Linked DNA regions of Sus scrofa: region 2 is linked to region 1. A link is a contact called in public Hi-C data. All regions are on one chromosome and are shown on one strand. The core of a region is the stretch at or near the end of the contact, and the rest is flanking DNA. Distances in the headings are between cores, read along the strand shown.

Evidence for each region. Hi-C and Micro-C count contacts between places; a contact is called where the count stands out from the background.
Region 2: a Hi-C map of liver shows a contact between it and region 1, with 3 times the contacts expected there. The contact joins the enhancer-like site here to the promoter of MORC2 in region 1. A contact is called at or near these places in 3 of 5 promoter capture datasets (fetal liver and liver), 7 of 47 Hi-C or Micro-C datasets (embryonic fibroblasts, epiblast stem cells, fetal liver and 2 more) and 2 of 2 datasets of contacts at active chromatin or transcription factors (alveolar macrophages and skeletal muscle).

Annotation. Positions count from the first base shown.
Region 1 is chr14:47,797,638-47,803,131 of Sscrofa11.1, reverse strand. MORC2 (MORC family CW-type zinc finger protein 2) reads left to right here and starts at 2,700. Exons shown (of 26, transcript XM_005670853.3): 1 at 2,700-4,749. The coding sequence starts at 4,682. It also overlaps LOC100525309.
Region 2 is chr14:47,851,046-47,856,539 of Sscrofa11.1, reverse strand. No RefSeq gene overlaps it. Among named protein-coding and RNA genes, the nearest start is that of SMTN, 26 kb to the left of the region's middle. Within about 2 kb of position 2,084, at least 21 of the 83 cell types and tissues checked have an H3K27ac peak or open chromatin away from gene starts, as enhancers often do. A contact at or near this core is called in fetal liver, liver and skeletal muscle, where this site is marked.

The sequences.
Region 1 (5,494 bases), core at 1,451-3,950:
CAGAATCGACCCCTAACCTGGGAATTTCCATATGCTGTGGATATGGCTCCTAAAAATAAAAAAAAGATATATCATGGGATGGAGGAAGAAACATGGCCCATAACTAGGTTATCACACAGCAACTAAGCAAACCTATGAGTGCCTATTTTGAGATAGCCTGTTTTCTAAATTCCTTCTTTCTACCAAGTGCTTCATCATATATGGTAATATGTCTGGGCGAAGATTCCCCAGACGAGACCCTTGCTTTGAAGGGGCTTTCTATCTAGAAAGAGAGCTAATGCACATAAAAACTACTTTACAAGCTACTGTACACAAAGATAGATAAAAGGTATCTATCAAAATATATTTTTATTATTACTTATTTATTTAATTTTTTTTTGCTTTTTAGGACCACACCTGTGGCATATGGAGGGTCCCAGGCTAGGGGTCTAATCGGAGCTGTAGCCACCAGCTTACACCACAGCCACAGCCATGCCAGATCTGAGCCACATCTGCAACCTACACCACAGCTCACGGCAACGCTGGATCATAACCTGCTGAGCAAGGCCAGGGATTGAACCTGAGTGTTCATGGATGCTAGTCAGATTCATTTCCGCTGTGCCATAAAGGAAACTCCCTCAAGTTATAAAACAAAGATATTTCTGGCTTAAGAGTCTCATGGAGGAAAGAGCATCTGCGTTGGATACTGAAGAAACGGCAGAGCTTTGACAGTTGAAGAAGCAAAGGAAGGCATTTCAGGGTAGAGAGGAGGGTGTGAATGAAAGTGCAGAGACGGTACAGAATAAGGCATTTTGGAAAATGGCAAGTACCGTTTTTCACTTTGGATGGAGCGTCGCCAGAGTTTGCACCGAGGATCTGGCAAAAACTCAGGTCTCCGAATTCCCAGTAACAGCGCTGGTGGCAGTGCTTGCTCAGTCATTGTCTTTTCTCAAAGCAAGGACAAGAGTCCATAAATTCAAAAATAAAAAAATCCAGCTCCCAACTTCGTGTCACATCTTGATAATTCTTCCAGGTCCCAGATCCAGTTCTTGAAAATCTGAAGTCCACGCCATAACCACACTGAAAGACATCTGCTCCAGCTAGTGCAGAACGCTATGTAGTGAAACCCTTTCAACTTCCCATCCTGGATATCTTATGTTTGTCAAAGAATTTCAAGCTTTGAGTTCCAGTTGGTTTTTTTCCTCCTTTCTCCTGAGGAAAGCATTTTATCACCAGTCTTAAGATTCTTTTGAGGTACATCCAGATTTAATTACAAAAGAGCTAAAAGACCAACACAGTTTTCTCCAAAACAGTCATTTCTCTGGAATTGAGATCATTTGTCTCTGCCCTCTAGGTAAAGGGAATAGTCAATTGATTTCCAGACATTTGTATGAAATAGCAGAACCGGCTAACACCTAACAGACAAAATACACTTAAAAGTGTTTGCGTTTGCTTGCTTAGAGCTGTACCAATGGTAAGCACCACTCCACAAAATGAAAATGTTTGAAAGCCAACTGTTCAAACATTTCTATAGTGTTTGCTGGATAACTGCCTGATATTTGATAAAAGCAGCTGACAATTAACAAAGAAGCAAAAACTGGCATTTTGGCCATCTTAGTAACACACTTGCAAGCAAATAGAATACAAAGCAGACCAGAAAAAATTTAAGGTTGAAACACTTTCAATCTGATTTTGAGGTTCAGCAGAAAATTCTAACAAAACTTCTCAGAAAACGTTAACCTTCAATTAATAAAGACTCAACCCCCCAAACATTTTCAAGAATTCCATGCCTGGTTCAGTCTGTTCTAGTGAGCCAGCTTGCTAAAAATCCACCTGCACCATTAATTAGTTGGACTTGGCAGCACCATTTAAAAATAAGCCTGCTCACTACCAACCACACAGACTAGGAATATAAAATAGGGGAAAGTAACGGATGGCAACCATGGTCATAGAAAATGGTCAATGAAGAGTCAGAAAGGTAGTCAGGCACCAGAAAAAAAAAAGTTGTTGGGCCAAAGATTAAATAAGCTTCTTGATACTAGAGAACATATCCATGCCCAGTTTTAGCTGCTTTATGCTGGGTGCCACTGTACCTTTAAGCATCAGTCACCCTTTAGGCAACCCATGGTGAAAGAACTCAAAATAGAAGCCAAGAAGTGGAGTGTTGTTACCACGAATATCCACTATGCACAGAACAGCTCACATATCTCAGGGATTCAAACAGGGGCTTCGAATTGGTTGTGAAGGGTCCCAAATGACATCTGGCCTCAGTTTCCTCCTTGTGACAAAGGAAATGTGGTTCTTAATTCTTCTGGGTCACAGCCCCCAATGAAAACTTGCTGGCGATGGCTTCTCATTCTCTAAAATGCACATTCCCCCTAATTTCTGCATACAATTTCAAGGAGTTTGGGGATCTCCACCTCCAATCCAAGGTTTCCAGGTTCAAAATCCAAGGATTGGGCAATTTCTAAGTTTTCTTACAACTCCAAAAAAAAAAAACCAAAAAACAAAAAACCAAGCCATTACGAACAATAATCATCCCTTACATACAGCGACGCTTTACAGTTTACAAAGCGCTTTCAATCCCACAAACATTGATGGAGAAGGAGGAAACTGAGGCGCAGATAAATTACAGAGTGACTTGCCTAAGGTCACTCGGCCAGCTGGTGGTTAGGCCCGGAAGCAAACCCAGCTCTTCCGACTCCGGAGCTTGTCTCTCCACCCCGGAGCGGCCTCCAGCGCTCCCGCCCCTCACTAAGGCGGCATAAGGAGGAAAAGACAAAGTAGAAAGCCCACCACCAACCATCCCCCGGCTCCCTCCTGTCCCCCCAATTGGGTCCTTGCAGGCCCCGAAGGGTGGTGCCAGGCCTCCAGGCCGGCCCCGGCCACCCCAGCTTCCCCGGCCGTGCCAAATCCCGCCGCCGCCGCCGCCGCCGCCGCCGCCTCCCCAGGAGCGGGGCGGAGCAACTGCCCGCCGCCGCCGACCACCCGGACGACTCCTCGTCGGATAGCAAACGCATAGGCCGCCGCCCGAGTTCTGCGTACGAGAAGAAAGACGCGGCGCGAACGCCAACGGCCACCGGGCGCGCGCCGTGGCGGCCGGGCCTGCGCCCCAAGAGCTGGATGCCAGAGCAGGAGAAAGAGCCGCCAACCGATCGCTCGATCGACCGCGCGCCCGCTCCTTCGCCCTACCAGACCGGGGAGGGGGGGAGGGCGCGCCAGGGCTTCTTCGAGTTAGGGGCCTGACTCCCCGGCGACGAGACAAGATGGCTCCTCCGGTCCGCGCCGCAGCTGCCGTCCCGGCTGCGTCGCTCGGCCCGCCCCCGGTACTGTTTCTTTAAATGGCGGAGAGGGTCAAGAAAGCAGGAAGAGAGGCGCGCTCACTCACGTGACAGGGGAGGGCCCAGCTAACAAGATCCGGTCACGTGGAGACACGCTACCTACCAATCAGAAGGCGTCGCATCAGAGCGGGGGCGGGAGGATCTGCGGCTCTGTGATTGGCCGAATACGCCGCGGAGGCCTCGGGGGCTTGGGGCGTCGGGGAGTGCGCGAGGCGGCCCGGGCTGTGTGCACTAGCGGAGACAAAGCGCTGGCTGAGGTGGCAGAGACGCCAGCGATAGCAGCGGCGGAGGAGACCTAGACGCCGAATTTTGTGGTGTTGAGTCCGGTCACCATATCATCCAGCGCAGTGCGGGCTGTGGTCTCGCGGCGGCGGTGGCGGCAGCGGCGGAGGCGGAGGCAGCACATGGTTCCAAGAGCGCGCTGCGGTTGTTGGGTTCCAATTCCGTGGGGAGGGACAAAGGCAGCTGCAGCTGTGAGCGCAGGGCAACGCCCGCTCGGGTAGTGTACTCGTCACTGCCCTCAATCCGGGCCTTGAAAGCTGGGACTATCTTCTCTATGTGAGGAGGAGAACACGGGACCGAGCGCCTGAGAGGCTGAGGCCGCTGTCTGAGGGAAGTGGGGGAGGGGCGCAACTCGCCTGAGTTGATTTGGGCGGGTCAGGTCTGAGGCGACTTAATGGGTCTGTGTGAGGTAATTTGACCCACTACCCTGAGGAAAGTGGGACGGACCTCAGGCTAGGTTTGGTCCAGGCTTTGAAAAACAGAAATCGGTCTTCAGCGCTTTGGAAATCTTTCATTTGGGAGGTGGTGAAGCCGGAACTAACGCCATATGCACTCCATCAACAACATGGTCGCCAGTCTGGGGCTTCTTTAAGGATCCTGGGATCATTGATGGCGAAGACATGGGTGGTTGTCCAATTTTATGACATAAGTTGCTGAATTTACGGATTGGTGAATTTCTGGACTGGTAAATTTCCTCACAGGAAATTTAGAGGAACTGAAAAAAACGCTCGAAGAACGTGAAGATGGAGCAGTAATTGCCAACTCCAGTATCATCTACTCCAGACCAACAACATTTCAATTCAAATCTGAACTATCACAAATTAACGCTAACTCTTCCTTAAAACTGCAGGTTTATGACGTAGTTCTTTCCAAAATATTACATCATAGTCACTGAGAAGATTAAGAAAATTTAAAAGCAAAATCAATTGTTTTAGACATCTCTGAATATACTGTGGATAGATTCACTAGGTAACCTTGTTTGAGGAGTACAGATTTCAGAATCCTGAAAAAAATCTATTCCATTAATAAGCTTATAGTTCCCAGTTAGTGGGTAAAGAACTGGAGACCTCACTGCACTCATGGCTTTCACAAATTACAGCAGTCTGAATCGAGCTCAGCTAACCTTTGAATATCTACACACAAATTCGTAAGTATCCTGTAGGTACCAATGAGGTCAGTGATAACTCATTGCTTGATATTAATATGGGAATCCTTTTCCCAGAAAAATTTGCATTTTTACTTTTCGGGATGTGTCCCTGGATGAGTCTTGAGCTCTGTATGGAAGAACTGAGATCAGTGAAATGTTTGTTGCTAATCCAGAAGAATATGCTCTTTATTGGATCGAAATTTATTTGTTCAAATGCAAACTAATTACTTGAAGTCAATATGTTGTCATTTCAATCAAGCGTTTGCTAGGAATCCAACACGTATTCTTTGGATGGCCAAAAATTGGACTATTCTAGTATCAACTTCTCTTCTTTGGTGACAACAGCCAAACAGGTTGTAACAAGTGTTTTCTTTTTAAGAAGGAAAAAAGAAAAAAAGGAAGACATTTAAGTGACAACTTGTGAGAAGAAATTTTTTTTCCTCAGAAAACAGTTGGCTTTCCTTTTCTGGGATATTCCTCCTCATCCAATATAAGTTTGTATGTGCTAATAACTTGATTAAACCCATGATTTAAATAACCTTTCCCTAAAATGTATGCAAATCACTGGACACATACTGTGTTCATGGTTCTTGAGTTTGGGAAGAGATTATCATCACTCCTCATTGGTTTGGAATGTTTCAGGTTTAATCTTTATGCCCACACTCTTGGGTGTAATCCAGTGGGATCATAACTATTTAGTCTCTTAGTATATTCATTTGGCACTTTTGCGATGAAGGTAAGTATT
Region 2 (5,494 bases), core at 835-3,334, 54 kb before region 1:
AACCTATCTTGGAGGTGATTCCAGGGCATCTGCGCAGGGAAGGAAAGGGAAAGCTGGCAGTAAAGGAAACATTATTAAGTGGTGAGAAACCAAAGCTCAACCCTGCTAGGGAACTCTCACAAACAGGGTAGCGCAGCCTCACTTATCCCAATCAAAGAGCGAGGCAGCTGGGATATCCACCCACCAATTTCCCATCCTCTGCTAGTTAAGCGCTGAGGGAGGGGCGCCAATTCCGGCACTTCGGCTTGTCCGTGCGTAGGTCTGAGTGCTCCTGAGGCCAGAAGGCTTGAGCAGCTTTTGGTGAGTCGCTGAGATTGTCGGGGGGATGTGGGGTGGTGTCTGCTTCAGGGGCTGACCACTGATTGCTTTTCCGTTCAGAGGAAAAGGCAGACACAGGCCCAGGAGATGTACCTCCCTCTCCCTGTGTGAGGATACGGAGGGTGCCTACAGTGTAATGGTTGGGGTCTTTCGCCTGTCCAGGGCCCCCCAGGGGAACCATGGTGTGCTATGACACAGTCAACTAGTCAGCACAAATATCCAAGTCTTCCTTTTCCACACTCAACTAGACCACGTTTCCCACCCTCCCTTGAAGTTAGGAGGAGTCATGTGACTGATGCCAGCCAATGAAATGTGACCAAGAGAGACGTGTGAGGCTTAGGGCACAGAAACCTCCTAGGCACTGTCCTTTTTCTCTTTCCCTTTCCATCTCAACCTTGGAGGCCACGTGGTGCAGATGGTAGCCGGTCTTCAGTGGCCTCTGGAGGAAGATGGCATTGCGCAAATCACTGCACAAATCACTATTGTTAGCTCTGGAAAGGAAAAGGTCAAAGTGCCTTGAGCACTTACCCTGGTAATTCAGGCAGAGGAAACATAATGGACAAAGACCCTGAGGGAAGAAGAAGGAACCCAAAAGGAGCTAGCCACTACTGGAGGTAATGAGCAAGGGTGAGTGGCATGAGAGGAAGATGCATGATCCTGATACAAGATTCTTAGGCTTGTGGGAGGAATTTGATGTGTGTGCCCTGGTGCTGCCATGGAAGCCTCCCCACTCTCCCTGGGGACAAAGCAACAGTTTAAGGAACCAGACTGTAACCAGGAGGGCTGACCCTGGAAAATCAGAATTTGTGTGTTTAGACTTCCTGCTGTGGCTCAGTGGGTTAAGAACCTGACCGGTATTGATGAGGATGTGGATTCAATCCCTGGCCTTGCTCAGTGGGTTAAGGATCTGGCCTTGCCAAAAGCTGCAGTGTAGGTCCAGACGCAGCTCCCTCCTGTGTTGCTATGGCTGTGGCGTAGGCCAGCAGCTGCAGCTCTGAGTCAACCCCCAGGTCCAAGAACTTCCATATGCCTTGGGTGCGGCCCTAAAAAGAAAAAAAAAGAATTTGTGTGTTTGGCGTTCAGTGAGCCCCATGTTTGGAGTCCCCTGTCCCAGAGTCAGGGCCTCTTGATTGGTCTGCAGTGGGGGAGGGGCTTGTCTGTCTTCCAGTCACAGCCCAACCTCACCGCAGAGGACCATTTGTAGGTCACCTGGCCTGAATTTGATGAGTCTTGAAATCAAGTGGTTTATGACCTCTCCTGAGCTGGGTCCCTCTCATCCTACCCAGACAGATGACTCTGATATCAATGCTATAGGCTTTTTTTTTTTAATGGCCACGCCCATGGCGTAAGTAAGTTCCTGGGCCAGGGATTTGAATCCAAGCCACAGCCAAGTCCTGCACTGCAGCTGCAGCAACGCCAGATCTCCTAACCTGCTGTGCGAGGCCTGGGAGTGAACCCACACCTCTGTAGTGACCCAAGCTGCTACAGTTGGATTCCTAACCCACTGCACCACAGCAGGAACTCCTGCTATAGGCTCACCTGGAAACCTCACCACATTGTTTTGTTAAGTCTCTAGTAACTGACTTAATAATGAACTGTTGGGCCAGAGCTGCTAGCTTGACCTCATGGGCTGCCTTTCACTTGCCCAACCCCCTTCCCCAGAGCAGTGTCCTCTCGGGAAATGCACCCAACCCAGCTGCATCCGTGGGAAGGCCTGGCCCCCACATATCACCCTCCCGGCCCTGCTGAGGCCACAGGAAATGACCCTCTTAGAAGCCACGAACCAGAGTACAATGACAGAGGGACAGAAGCCTGTTTGTCCCAGCTAACTTGTCCCCTTGGGTGCATGCCAGCTGCTGGAAACACAAAACTGAAGATTCAGTGGGAAATATACATATATTTTTAAAACAATCTTTGGGCTTTAGCCAGCTTCTGAGCTCTGAGGGGTTTTGTTTTCTTTATTTGTGTTGTGTGTGAGAGAGAGAATGTGTGTGTGTGTGTGTGTGTGTTTAAAACATAGACACGACTCAGAATCAAAGAATCTAAGGTTTGAAAGGTCAGGTGTCCCACCCAAGCAGCAGGCCCCCTGGCGTCTGTCTTCTTGTGATGGGGTCCCTCCCTCTCCACCAGGCTGTTAATTGCATCCCTTAGCTCTGGCCACTGTCCCCACCCCATCTCCACTCACCACCTAGAATCCAGAGCTCTTCTCAAACCCAAATCAGGTCAGCCTTCTTGGCCAGCTCTGTCTCATTCTTCAGGTGTCACCTCTAATTCCACCTTCTCCAATGGGCTTCCAGGCTACTGTCTATGAAACAGCATCTCTCAATGGTACTCTCTCATAGTGCTGATCACACTTAACCCCTTCCAGAATGCTCTGTGTTTACATGTGCCAGGCACATAGTAGACACTCAATAAATGTTTGCTGGCTGGCTGAATGTTTTCCAGTGGTTGTTGCATTCAGAGTTGGCAGAGAGAATCCAGATTTCATTATATTCAAGTAATGTTTTTGGCTACAAACTGTGTGCCAACTGTGTGCCAGGGCTGGGAGGCCAGTCAGTCAGGAATTTGGCTCATTCATTTGTTCGTTCATTTGGAGGGGAGAGCCCTGAGTGTGTGGTGATTCAGTTTGGAGGTGCAGAGACCCATGAAAGCTTCACAGAAGAGGGGATTTCAGGTGGGCTTTCCATCAAAAGGGAAGCCAGGTGGGATGGGGGAGGACTGTTCGACTGGCAGGAAGAGCTTGAAGAGAGGTTTGGAAGTTGAAAACAAACTTATTTGGAAAAGGAAGAGAACTATAGGGTGTGGAGTTTAATTTACCACCATTTTGCATGCCCAGAGAAGGCAGGGACATGGTTTTTGTCTGGGACAGTGTGGGGGGACACTCCACCTTGTTTGTTTAGGCAATGAAGAGATGGATACGCATGTCTGAGGTGAGGGACAAAGCTGTTCTGTGGCTTGGAGGCCTTGAATGCTGTGCTAAGCAGTCTGGCTTTTCTCTATAGGCAACAGAGTCTAATAAAAAAATAATTTTGGGGGAGTTCCTGTCATGGCTTGGTGGTCAATGAATCCGACTAGGAACCATGAGGTTGTGGATTCGATCCCTAGCCTTGCTCAGTGGGTTGGGGATCTGGCGTTGCTGTGAGCTGTGGTGTGGGCCACGGATGTGGCTTGGATCCCACATTGCTGTGGCTGTGGTGTAGGCCGGCAGCTACAGCTCTGATTCGACCCCTAGCCTAGGAACCTCCATATACCATGCGTGGGGCCCTAGAAAAGACAAAAATAATAATAATAATAATTTTTTTTTTTTTTTGAGGAGCCTGTTTTAAAAGCCTGGATGGGAGTTCCCTAGTGGCTCAGTGGGTTAAGGATCTGGCATTTTCACTGGTGTGGTTCAGGTCACTGCTATGGTATGGGTTTGATCCCTAGTCTAGGAACTGCCCCCCCCACCCCTCGAAAAGAGCCTGGGTGTCCTTGGTTCCTGAAGTCCATTTCTTTAATAATGCAGACTACCCCAGGATGCTTCTAGAAAATACAGTTTCTGGGCACCCATTCTAGAAGAGTCTGACTTTCTGTAAGTCACAGTTCGGGCCTGGTCATTAGCGTTTTCACAGTCTTTTCACATGTTCTCATCATTCACGGGATTTGGTGGCTAGTTAGGATCAGAGAGGTAAAGGCATTTGGCCAAGGCCACCCAGCCAATCCCAACGCCAGATCCCTCCCACCCAGTGGCAAAGGGGGCATTTTGAACCGGGTCCATCTGGCCCTCCATGTTTACTCAATTTATCTGCAGCCACCTCTGGATGAACTCCTTTCTCCAGTTTTAGTTTCCCCTGAAAGCAAGAATCTGGGCCATGGCTGGGTCTGCCTGCGCTGTTCTCCCTTCCTCTCCCCACTCCCAGCCTCAAAGGTCAGGTACCTCCCAGCCTCCCGCGGGCATGTCCATTTATGGCTCTGTTGTTCCAAAATGTGGCCAAATTTATAAACTCCCCCTTCCCAGAGACACGAAACAATTTGTGCAGAGTGCAGTGCGGGGGCAGAACTGGGAGCTTCGGCCGAGGCCTGGACTTCAGCCCGGGCCTGGGTCCAATGAGCTCTGGCGTTGGACAGCTCCCAGATCCTCCCTGGGCCTCAGTTTCTCCATCTACAGAGCAAAGACCCTGGACTAGATCTTTCCTTAAATCCTTCCTAAGTCTAGACACATCCAACTTACTGCTTACAAATACCAATTCCCTAAGTCCATGGCCCCAATAATTGTAAAAAGAGGTACAAGGAGATGGATAACATGCAGCCTCTAGCCTCTCCTTTGCATTGCTTTTCTTTCTTTTTTTCTGCTTGATTTTTTAAATTATAAAAAAATTACCCAAGGAATCTACTTTCAGGGTAAAGTAAAAGTCCCCCGTCTCTAGCCCCTCATTCCTACTCTCTTCCCGGGAAGTGTAGATTGTCAAAAGCGTGAGGCGGAGATTTCAAGACAAGATTCTCTGCATTTATTTATACATACATGAGGGTTTTAAATTTTATTTATTGTTTACACCAATGGGAATCGTATATTTTATTCAGTGTTTTTCTTTTTTGACTTAATGTCTTATTAGCCCCTTTTCCATATCAACCTCTTTCTTAAAAAATAGTTTGAGGAGTTCCTGTTGTGGCACAGTTGAAATGAATCCAACTAGTATCCACGAGGATATGGGTTTGATCCCTGGCTTTGCTCAGTGGGTCGGGATCTGGTGTTGCCATGAGCTGTGGTGTAGGTCGCAGACGTGGCTTGGATCCTGAGTTGCTATGACTGTGGTTTAGGCCAGCAGCTGTAACTCTGATTTGACCCCTAGCCTGGGAACTTCCATATGATGCAGGTATGGCCCTAAAAAGAAAAAGAAAAAATTTGAACGAAGTATGACTCACATACTATAAAATTCACCTGGAGTTCCCTGGTAGCCTAGTGGTTAAGGAACTCTCATTGCTGTGGCTCGGATTCGATCCCTAGCCCAGGAATTTCCAAATGCTGCAGGCACAGCCAAAACAAACAAACAAAATAAAATAAAATTCACTTGTTGTGATTGTAGAGCTCAAAGATTTTTAGTAAATTTATGAAGCTGTGCATCCATCACAATCATCCAGTTCCAGAACATTTCCAGTTGCCAGCAAGTGCCCTTATGCCCTTTGGCCAGTCAATTCC